2 separate regions of the Arachis hypogaea genome follow, and region 2 is linked to region 1. A link is a contact called in public Hi-C data. All regions are on one chromosome and are shown on one strand. Each heading gives the region's core, a stretch centred on a gene start, on an enhancer-like site or on the middle of the called end of the contact. The rest is flanking DNA. Distances are from core to core; before and after follow the strand shown. Region 1 holds the start of LOC112796329 (serine carboxypeptidase-like 50). Region 2 holds the start of LOC112794213 (probable N-acetyltransferase HLS1).

Evidence for each region. A called contact is a pair of places that touch in the nucleus more often than the background predicts.
Region 2: a Hi-C map of leaf shows a contact between it and region 1, with 7 times the contacts expected there. The contact joins the promoter of LOC112794213 here to the promoter of LOC112796329 in region 1. A contact is called at or near these places in 2 of 8 Hi-C or Micro-C datasets (both in leaf).

The regions. Positions count from the first base shown.
Region 1 is chr4:13,251,384-13,256,838 of arahy.Tifrunner.gnm2.J5K5, forward strand. LOC112796329 (serine carboxypeptidase-like 50) reads left to right here and starts at 2,345. Exons shown (of 3, transcript XM_072235082.1): 1 at 2,345-2,533; 2 at 2,918-3,075; 3 at 3,176-4,443. The coding sequence starts at 3,196. The coding sequence ends at 4,293. It overlaps LOC112794668, which reads left to right. Exons shown (of 3, transcript XM_025836654.3): 3 at 502-1,888. The coding sequence ends at 1,668.
Region 2 is chr4:13,815,448-13,820,902 of arahy.Tifrunner.gnm2.J5K5, forward strand. LOC112794213 (probable N-acetyltransferase HLS1) reads right to left here and starts at 2,992. Exons shown (of 3, transcript XM_025836320.3): 1 at 2,804-2,992; 2 at 2,388-2,524; 3 at 1,015-1,951. The coding sequence starts at 2,992. The coding sequence ends at 1,015.

The DNA.
Region 1 (5,455 bases), core at 1,095-3,594:
GAGTTCTTGTAAGGGTTGGATCCACTATGTAGATCTGTATTAGGAAGCTTTACCTTGCATATTCGCGAGAGGCTAATTTAACCCTACTCTGGGTCATTTGGTGACAACCCTTGTCCTTTCCTTATCAATATTAGAAAGAAGGGTAAACTACCAAAAATGTCAACATGACAAAAAACTAATTTATCATATGCATAGCTTTCATGTTATCATTACCTTTCCTTTAATAGGTCAATATAAAAGATTTAATTTCCATACATTTAAAAGTCCTCTTAAACATGTTTATTCATTGATTCCTTATTTTTTTTAAACTTTCATGACAGGAATTTGTTTTATTCTTTTTTTTTTTTTGCCTACTGACCATCATCCTTTGTTCCTTAAATTATTCAGAGAAATATAATCTTATGCTTATTTTTTGTTCCATGTAACTATGAGTATGATGATATGCTTTTAAAATTTGTTGCCGGGCATGATGATATTCTTTTAAAAATTTGTTGCCAACAGTACTCCATAGTGCACCCAGAAACAATTTGTTCATCCCTCCCAACTGTGCCGAATGTTATTGATTACCAGAAGCCACTTGATCTTCCAAATTCAGAATGTGTACTGTCAGAAGGACAATTGAAACAACAAATGTCTTCTTTGGATGTTCCTGAACAAAAGCAAGATGGGAACTCAATATCTGGTGATCCTGAGAAGCATTCTCCAAAGCGCCAATGCAGAGGGAGGCACCTGAAATCTATGCCAGTTGCAGACGATCAAGAGGAGTCCTTTTTACTGTTACGTGACCTTATTCTTGATGCACAAAAGCCCAAGGTAAATATTATCGAGAAGCAGTGGCAGTCATCTCCTCAAGTTCAAGTTGCAGGTCAAGGAACGCACAAGGAACCAACAATGTTTAAAAACAAAGCTATGTTAGCTCCTGAGAATGTTCATAATGATCAGCCGCTGCATGGAAATCAAGGATATGAGAATCCAGTGTCTGGGAATGCTGAGTATTGTCCAGCTAAGCGTCCCAGAGGAAGGCCCTGTAAGTCAGAGACTGATGCAAACAACCCAAGGGAGTATAGTCGTGGCAGAGGCAGAGGCACTGGTAGTGGTCTAGGTCTAGGTCTAGGTCGAGGTAGAGGTAGAGGTAGAGGTAGAGGTTGTGGTCGGGGAAGGCCTCGTAAAATAGATCAAGATGCAAGCCATTCTGAGCAGCACCTGCAAACGGATGATCAAGATAAGCAGCTACAGAAAGATGATCAAGATCAGCAGAATTCTAGGGGTAGGGGTAGGGGTAGGGGTAGGGGTAGAGGCAGAGGCATCAGCAGAGGTAGAGGTGATGGTGCATGTCGAGGTAGAGGCAAGGGGACTGGTAGGGGGAGAGGGAGGCCTCGGAAAATAAAGCTAGACACGAACACAAACCAATGTGAGGAGCAGTTACAATCACAAGATCATGCTGAAGGTCTGGTTAACTTAGATAATCCGATTGAGGACGATAATCAAAGTTTGCAGCAGAAGCAACAATCAGATGGTCAGCAGCAACAAGAGCAAGATCAAGGTTTGGTTTCAGAATCAAAACCTGAATCAAAAGAGGCCTCTAAACCTGATATCGGATACAAACCAGAGCCACCAATTGAGACTCAATTACAAGCACCTCAACCTCAGGATAATATGGTCTCTTAAACCTGATCCAAGGCAGCCCTAGCTGGAACCATGGCCATGGACTTTCTCTGACAAGTCTTTCACTTTTGGACCCAACTTAGGCGCATGGAACATGTGAGTGGAAGTTTGGAATATGAAGTTAACTTAGAAGCAATTTTCTTGTGGGATCTGGAGTTTGTCATTCTTGTGGCTACAGTACATATTTCAATCAGAGTTTATGTAGTATCATAGTTTATTTCAATCATGTTGTTCTTGTTTTTCTTGTTTTAACTTATTCGCATGGTGGATTGTTGATTGTTATAGATATTAGATAACTAAACAAAAGTCAATTGTTCGAATTATTATCCTTGGTGCAAATTGATTGATGTGCGTTTTCATGATCATGATATAATTAAAAAAGCAACAGATGTTATGTGCTTGCAGAATATTTATTCTTCTAGTATTTCATTTTGGGATAAAGCTACTAACACCTATTTAGGGGTGATAATTGATAGGATAGGATAAGATTTAAGTTCCATTTTATTCTTATTTGTGGATTTAAACCCTCGATTTGAATCTAATTTGCATCTTACACCTCTTAACTTGACCATATTTAATTAAATTTATAAAAAGTAAATTGTTTTTATTCAAACATAATATTTAGTCTTTCAAATTTTATAATATTAAATATTATTATGTATTATTAGCAAATTAAATTGGTAGTTCAATGACTCTAAGCAGCAAGAGTTGGCCAGATACTAGAATCTGGCCTTACACGCTGTTGACCGGTTGCCAACTCGTTCCGATCGAGTTTGAGCGGAATGAATACCTGTTGGTGTGGGTGGTGCTGGGAACTCTAACCTTATGTGAAACATTCTCGCTTAGGCCTTAACAGATGAAATTGCAGGTGCAGCCTGTGGGGTGGAATTCTTTTTCTTTTTCTTTGGCAAAATGATGATTTTTATTTTTTACTTCAATTTCTCCCTTTTCTACGTTAATATAGGTTACTTTTAAACTTAAAAAATATTAATGTGTTAAGGTTAATTTAACTTTTATATTGTTACATGTTTATTGCACGTTGCTAATTGATGATTTGTTTTGAGAAAGAATCTCTCACGCTGAACACCACCAACAGATAAAGCAGGTTGAAGGACATAAAACAAAGATCTTTTTTACTTTCTTTTGCATAATTGCATCTGATTCTGACACGTAAGTAGGTAATCTAGGAGCAGATGCAGATCCATCTCTGAAATAGTCAAACAAATAGCCTCACACTATTCTTTCTGCACAGTTGGAGAGTCGAGCACAAAGCAAATGGAGTCAACTACCCCCTTCTTCTCCATCATCACGACCCTTATCTTCTACTCCTTAGTCTCACTCTCAGCTTCTTCAAATCCAAACAATCCATTCCCAAAAGAAGCTCTTCCTACTAAATCTGGTTACCTCCCAGTAAGTACATCATCTTCCTCTGCTATCTTCTATGCTTTCTATGAAGCTCATAACTCAACTTTACCTCTCTCCCAAACCCCTCTTCTCATTTGGCTCCAAGGTGGTCCCGGATGCTCCTCCATGATTGGCAACTTCTATGAGCTTGGACCATGGACTCTCACTGATGAATCACCCCTTACACTTCACCCTAACCCTGGTGCTTGGAACAGGATCTTTGGTCTCCTCTTTCTTGATAACCCCATTGGTTCTGGATTCAGTGTAGCAGCAACAACACAAGAAATCCCAACTGATCAAGATGGTGTTGCAAAGCATCTCTTTGCTGCTATAACAAGGTTTGTTGAGCTTGATCCTGTTTTCAAGAACCGTCCTATTTATATTACTGGTGAAAGTTATGCTGGGAAGTATGTTCCTGCTATTGGATACTATATATTAAAGGAGAATTGGCGGCTGCGCGGTTCTAAGAGAGTGAATTTGGCTGGTTTGGCTATTGGAGATGGGTTGACTGACCCTGTTACACAAGTGGTTACTCATGCTGTTAATGCTTATTATATTGGTTTGATCAATGAGAGGCAGAGGAATGAGTTGGAGAAGGATCAATTGGAAGCGGTTAGGTTAGCGCAGATTGGGAATTGGAGCGCTGCAACTGATGCAAGGAATGTGGTTTTGCGAAAGTTGAGGAATGTAACAGGGTTGGCTACTTTGTTTGATTACACAAGGAAAAAGCCCTATGGCGATGATGTAGTGGATAAATTCTTGAACAATGTGGAAGCTAAGAAGGCCTTAGGGGTGAAGAATGAGTCACTTGTGTTTGAAGGATGCAGCGATGTGGTTGGCGCCGTGTTACATGCTGATGTGATGAAGAGTGTGAAGTACATGGTAGAGGAATTGGTGAGGAACACTAGGGTGTTGTTATATCAAGGTCAGCATGATATTCAGGATGGAGTGGTTCAGGTCGAGGCGTGGGTGAAGACGATGAAGTGGGAAGGGATTGAGGATTTTTTGAATGCAGAGAGGAAGATATGGAAGGTGAACGGAGAGCTTGCTGGCTATGTCCAACAATGGAAGTCACTCACTAATGTTGTGGTGTTAGGGGCAGGGCATCTTTTACCTTCTGATCAACCTGTGACATCTCAAGCAATGATTGAAGATTGGGTCCTTGAAAAAGGTTTATTTCAAAGTTTGCAGCATCATGAAAATGTGTCAAGAAATTCATTGTGATTGAAGTATTGAACCATAAGTGTTGTAATTTTGTTAGCAGGAACTGAACAACTCTTGGTTTAGGGACAACTTCCACTTCTTTATGTACCAATAAAAAAGTTAACTTTGTGATTTAAGTTACCTATTGGAAGTGAATTTCTTGTTGGCTTAGTTATTATTTATGCTTCTATATTAGTCATTTTGCTGAAACAATTCACATTTTCATCCTTAACAACATCGGTAGAAACTGCATGAATATAATTATAAATGAGGAATGTGTGCAACTTATTGTAGCAAAGTTACTCCTCCATATTCTTTGATCGAATTTGGATTGTAACCATTTATCTAGTAGCGCTACATATATATATTCAATTCATTTATGGTTTCATACAAACTTCCCAAGTACTGAGTTGGGTTTTCACTACTTCCTGCAGCATCTCTCAGAGATCTATAGACACATGCAATTGCACATTTTGTTCAGTGCCAAATTGAGAATATCAAAATTATTCTGCTTGATTGAACTTGCATAAAAGGAAAGTTAACAAACTAGTTAGTTTACATTATTTAATTTTTCAAGGTGCATTTGGTACCAGGGACGAATTCAGAAATGATATTATGGGGGGCAAAAAACACATATAATATTAAAAATTATGTAAAAAAGTTATATAATATAAGATGTATTACAAAAATATACCGACAGAGAATATATTTTAATGTAAAAAAATATGTGTATATTTTTTATTAACAAAGTGGTCGAATCTTCGTATCATAAAATTCACCAATAATAGAATTTGTGTCAAATTTTTCAATAATTTTCTTTTCAATATAATTAAAAGATAATTAACAAGAAATTCATCTTTTATTTTGTTTCTAAGTTGTTTTTCACAATATTCATAGTTGAAAAAGATCTCTTAATTGTAGCAGTTGAAACAGAGAGAATTAAGACCAAATGAATAAAAAAAGACGACCACAAGAAGAAAAAGAATTCACTTTATGAGATTTGAAAATTTTTATTTAATTAAAAAATATTAGTAATAATATATTTTTCAGATTTCTTTAATATTGTTACTTACTTTTTAGATATTAAAAATTATTAATATTTAAATTAGACTGAACTTTTATTTATACTAGATTAAATAATAAATAATTTTTTAAAAAATTAAATTATACATAATAACTTATT
Region 2 (5,455 bases), core at 1,742-4,241, 560 kb after region 1:
TTTTTAAATGTTTAAAATAGAAAAAAATTATTGAAAATAAAAAAAGTTGATGATTGAGTTGTAACTACATTGTGTCATACAACAACGACGTTGTGGTCATAACGTCATGATAACCAGAGACGAAAATTTTGACATCACTACATACAAGCTGTTTCTGTGTGTGTTTTCACATATATTGACTTGATTGATTCAATTGATTTGAAACATCTTCGTGGCAGCATATATACAGTCAATAGGGCATAACTAAGTCTAAGGTATGGTTTATTGGTACATCTATTTTCAGCAATGATATTTTCATGTTATGAATTATTCAATGATATTAATGTATTTAAATTAAATATATAGATTATATTTAGATATGTTAATGCAAAGATATATAAAATGTCACAATAACAAATAAGAATATTCATTGATACATTCTTAATCCAATATATTTGGATATATTAAAACAATAACTAACTTTTTTCGGTCGATAATTAATCAATAATATTTTTTTCTTTAAATTTATCTTTCCTCTTCTTAGTTTTTGTTTATTCATTATTTTGTAGGATTAAAGAAAAGAGCAATGCTAGGGGCCAGCAACATTTATGATTGGTAGCCATCAACTAGCCATCAATGATGATTTGATGGTGTGAGATTGGTGTGAGATTTCATCTAATGGCTCACCTTTTTCTGCCGATTATATGCTGGCCAAAATACAATAAAATTGCTGGCCCCTAGACTTTTTCTAAAGGAAATTAATTTCTTAACAAAATCGTGATTAGAAAATGATAATGACATATAAATTAAGAAGAAATAAATAGAGAAATAGGAAAACAATAAATTAAAAAGGCAGTAAATTAAAGATTTTAACCATCAATGTAATTTTTTTAGTTAAGCTAGCTACTAACAACTTAGATCATAATTGATAAGAGAGATCATGAAGCTAAGATATAGAAGTTAAACCAATCTAATTTATTAGGTCAATTTAATAGTAGCTAGGCTTGAAATTGAAAGGGAAATACATACATAGCTCTAAAATTCTCTAGGATCAACAAAAACATTATTCCCTACATATCTCTTCATAGCCATTTCTTCATCCTTTCCATTGTTATGTCCAATTGATGAGAGTCTTTTTGTGTACCAAAGATCATCAATGCAAGACATAGAATCTGTCTGAGGAACATAATTTGCAAGTGGATCACCAAGCCCTAACTCAGTGATAACCACTCTACAATCTTTCATGCTTTCTCCCAACCTTGATGTGAACCTCCATATGAATTCCATGAGATTTCCAAGGTTATTTCCTTCTCCATGGAGCCCATATAGGAAGAGAAATCCAAAGGGTCTACTCAGTGATTCACTCACTAGAATTCTAAGACATGGGAAAATAATCTTCTCTCTTGCATGTTTCAGTGTTGTGTGAAGAAACCTTAGTGGATGATGATGAGAAGACTTCTTGATTTGAAGCTTATAAGATTCACAAGTATTCCATATGCTAAAAATTACCCATGATGATGATGTTGATCCAATTAGGGTTTGATTATTATTGGTTGTAATAAAATCTTCATTATTATCTACCATGTTTTGCAATTTGATGCAACCCTCATCTTTGTAATAACATACCCATGTTCCAAGACTTAGTTTCTCCTTGAGGATAGTGTCTATGTCCAATGGATACAATTCTTTGGTTTTCAAGATTCTTTTGTACAAGGAAATTGCTTGATCTATGTTCACCTTCTCTATTTTAATATCCCTTTCAGAAATATGCTTTGTTGGTAGGCATGTGCTAGTGCTAGTTGGATGAACAAAAATGACAAGTGAGCTGAGACTCACATAGTTGCACTTAAGAGCAAATAGGGCTTTGGATGCTTCATTGTTCTTCTCTGTTGCTAGGTATGAATACTCAGCTCCATTTCTCACCATCCATTCTTCAAGTGAGGTAACAAGTTTTAATGCAACCCCTTTTCTCCTGCATATTTGAATGATAATTTACATAATTTTTTACCAACATGCACTATGACCTAATATATATATTGTTGTTCAAGATATTTGTTTGGTTAAAGTTATTAAATAAATATATTGAAAATCTAAGGATGTATTTGATTTATGTTTTTAGTTTTATTTTTATTTTTAGTATTTTTTGCTTTTTGAATTTTGTAAAAAAAATTATAAAAACAATAAAATTATATATTTTTACCTTCTATTTTCTCTTTTTTTTTTAGCAAAATTTTAAAAATAAAAAAGACTGAAAATAAAAATAAAAAAAACGCAAACCAAAAACATCCCAAATTTCTTATTTTTCATTGAAAAGTTTTTATATTAATAAGTTTAATAAGGGTTTTTAGCTAAATTGTTAAATTTATCGGATTAAAACTAAAGAAAGTGGATGTTAATTATATTATTACCTGTAAGTAGGAGAGACTCTAAGGCCTATGATGCAACCCATCTTCAAGAGTGAACCAGGAGGAGTAGTAGTCCCAACATTCTTAATGCATTCCCTAACTACCCCTACAATCTCCTTGCTTTCAAGAAGTTCAGCTACCTGCATTTATAATAATTATTTATGAAGCAAATAATAAATAGTTTAGTCTAGTATACTTCAATCACGTGATATAAAATAATGCTTTGTAAACATAGGATATATAGGTTTTTTACCCTACTTTTAACTATATATATAAAATAGATTACAAAGTATGGAACATAGATAATGTAAACTTTGATTAAGGGGTAGAAGAAAAATTTTGATTTTAATTTGGACAATAAATCAGCAGCGGAATTACATTAATTAAATGATGAAAAGATATTAGGTACATACACATACCAATATAACACGGATGGGGTAGAACCTAATCCTAGACAAAGGGTCACCCATCATGTTAGTGAAAATGGAGACCCCTTTTTTGGTCCCTATCTCACAGTTCCTTTCAAGCTTCTCCACCACCTTGACATCCCTTTCTTTATCAAATTCCCTAACAATAAGAAACTTGCACTCGGTAGTGCTGTTAACCATTTTTTCCTCTATTGGCTAAATGATGTAAAATAGGGTGTGCTAATCTATAAGGAGGTGAAGGAAAAGACTTTCTATTATGAGAGTTAGGTCTTTCTTGATTTGGATCTCACTCAAGTCTCAACGAATTCTCATTAAGTGCCATCATTGGTTCATTGCTTTTAATATTAACAGGGACATCATAAAATAAATAGGATATTTTTAAAAAAAAAAAAAGAGATCGAATTAACTTTTAATGAGGAGGAAAGTATCGTTTTTGTCCCCACGTTTGAGGTATTAAATCGTTCTATTTGAATCCCTAACATTTATAAAAGTGATTCAATGTTATCCTGACATCAATTATATTAATAAATCAGATTATATTTTTCAATTATTCTCACTTGGATGTATTCATTCTCAATTATGTCTTGTTTAGATATGTTCGATTTTAATATTGTACCCACTATTTATGTTTAGGTTCAATTATGTCTCTAGAAAAGTCAATTATGTAAATGTTGCAGGAATTAGTTTCAACTTTTGATGAGTTATTTTTTGGAGTGAATCATCGGTTCTAATTTAGGCATTTGTATTATAATTTCAAGAAGAGATTTTTAAAACTCAAACTAAAGCTCATGATATATAATTGATGACAAGATAACATTGAATCATCCTTACAAACGTTTGTGATATAAATAGAACGATTTAAATATTAAAGATACAAATAGGACTTATTCTAAACATTTGAGAGAAAAATAATATTTTATTCTTTAATTAATTAATACTAACTAATTTTTTATTGTAAAATTATTTTTTTAATTCTATCTTTTAGAAGGTTATTTTAGAGTTTATAGAATTAGGATTTAAAATTTAGAGTTTATAATTTAAGATTTAAAATTTAAGGTACAAAACTAATTTTAAAAAGTTGATAAATGTTGGATTAAAAAGTTAGCTCTCTAGTTAAATTCTATAGTTTTGTCTAATTTAATTTAATTTATTTTTTTGGCAGTGTTTTGTCTAACGGTCACTACAATGCAAGAGTATGCATTTTAAAGAAAGAAAAATTATGTCCCCCCCCCCCCCCCCCTAATTTGTCTTATTCTTTTGCTAATGTATTTGTAATCTGATATGGTTTGGTTTGCTTATCATCACTGGAGCTAATAATGACTTTTATAGCTTATATATGTTTTATTGACAATTTGGCATCACTGCTATTTTATTAAATAAAAATATAATGGAACTGAAATCAGTTTATTTTCTGTTGTTTATAAAATTATTTAAGGTCTACAAATTTTAAAGATGTATCAATAAGGTAATTAGTCTTATTTAAACTACATTTTTAAAAAATAGATTTATTTTTGATAATATTTTTATCACATACGAATATATACACTACCTTAAATAAAATAAACGAGAATTAAAATAAAAATGACACTCAAACTTAATATGAATAAAGTCTACAATAGGATAAAGTGGTATTTTTTATGGTTTATTATAAAGAAGTTGGATTTTGAATTGAGATTTATTGACTGAATTCCTAAATTGTTGATAATCGTTTTTTATACGGGTTGTGGAAGGTTAACCCTATGTTTTTTTAAATTAAATAGAGGCATCCGTCAAGGTGACCCTCTATCATCTTTTCTTTTCTTATTATGTGCAGAAGGATTTTCCTTCTTTTTAATAAAGCAGAACAAAACAGTCTCATTTGAAAAATTCAGATAAGCAGAAAATGTCCAACTATAAATCACTTGTTATTCGCTGATGATTTTATTCTATTCGTTTAAACCTCAGAAAATAGTTGTACCTCTATTCTAGAATTATTGGAATCTTATGAGAGTTTCAGTGGATAAAGAGTTAATAATCTTAATAAATTGGCCCTGTTCATTAGTAATAACATTCCAGAACTGATTAGAACTTTCGTAGCAGTCCAGCTAAATATTTCTCACATAGGTGCACAGGATAAATATTTGGCTCTACTTTTCTTTATTAACCGCTTTAAGAAAGTCACTTTCAACTCAATCAAAGATAATATTTTCAAAAGGATACAAGGATAGAAAATGTGCTTGTTATCTAATGGAGGAAGACAGGTATTACTCCGGATACTTGGTGAAGCCATACTAATATACATATTGTCATGTTTTAAACTTTCGGTCAGCTTACTAAATAAAATTCATAGTATTCTAGCTAGGGGTGGCAAGTGGGGAAGCCCGCCCCGCCCCGTCCCACCTAGTGAAGCGGTCCCAGAATCCTAACCCGCCCCGCCTAATGGCGGGTTGGTGGGCCGGCGGGCTAAGCCCGCCAAATATCATTTTTTTTTTTACTTTTAACTATTAAATAATATATAAAGGCATAAAAAATCTCTCCTATTTTTTACTTTTAACTATTATAATTTCTATAAGTATAAACAAATTATAATTTTTATATTCACAAACATTAAAGTCTTTGTAATTATAAATATCTAATAAATATAATTATAAACTAAGTTTTCAT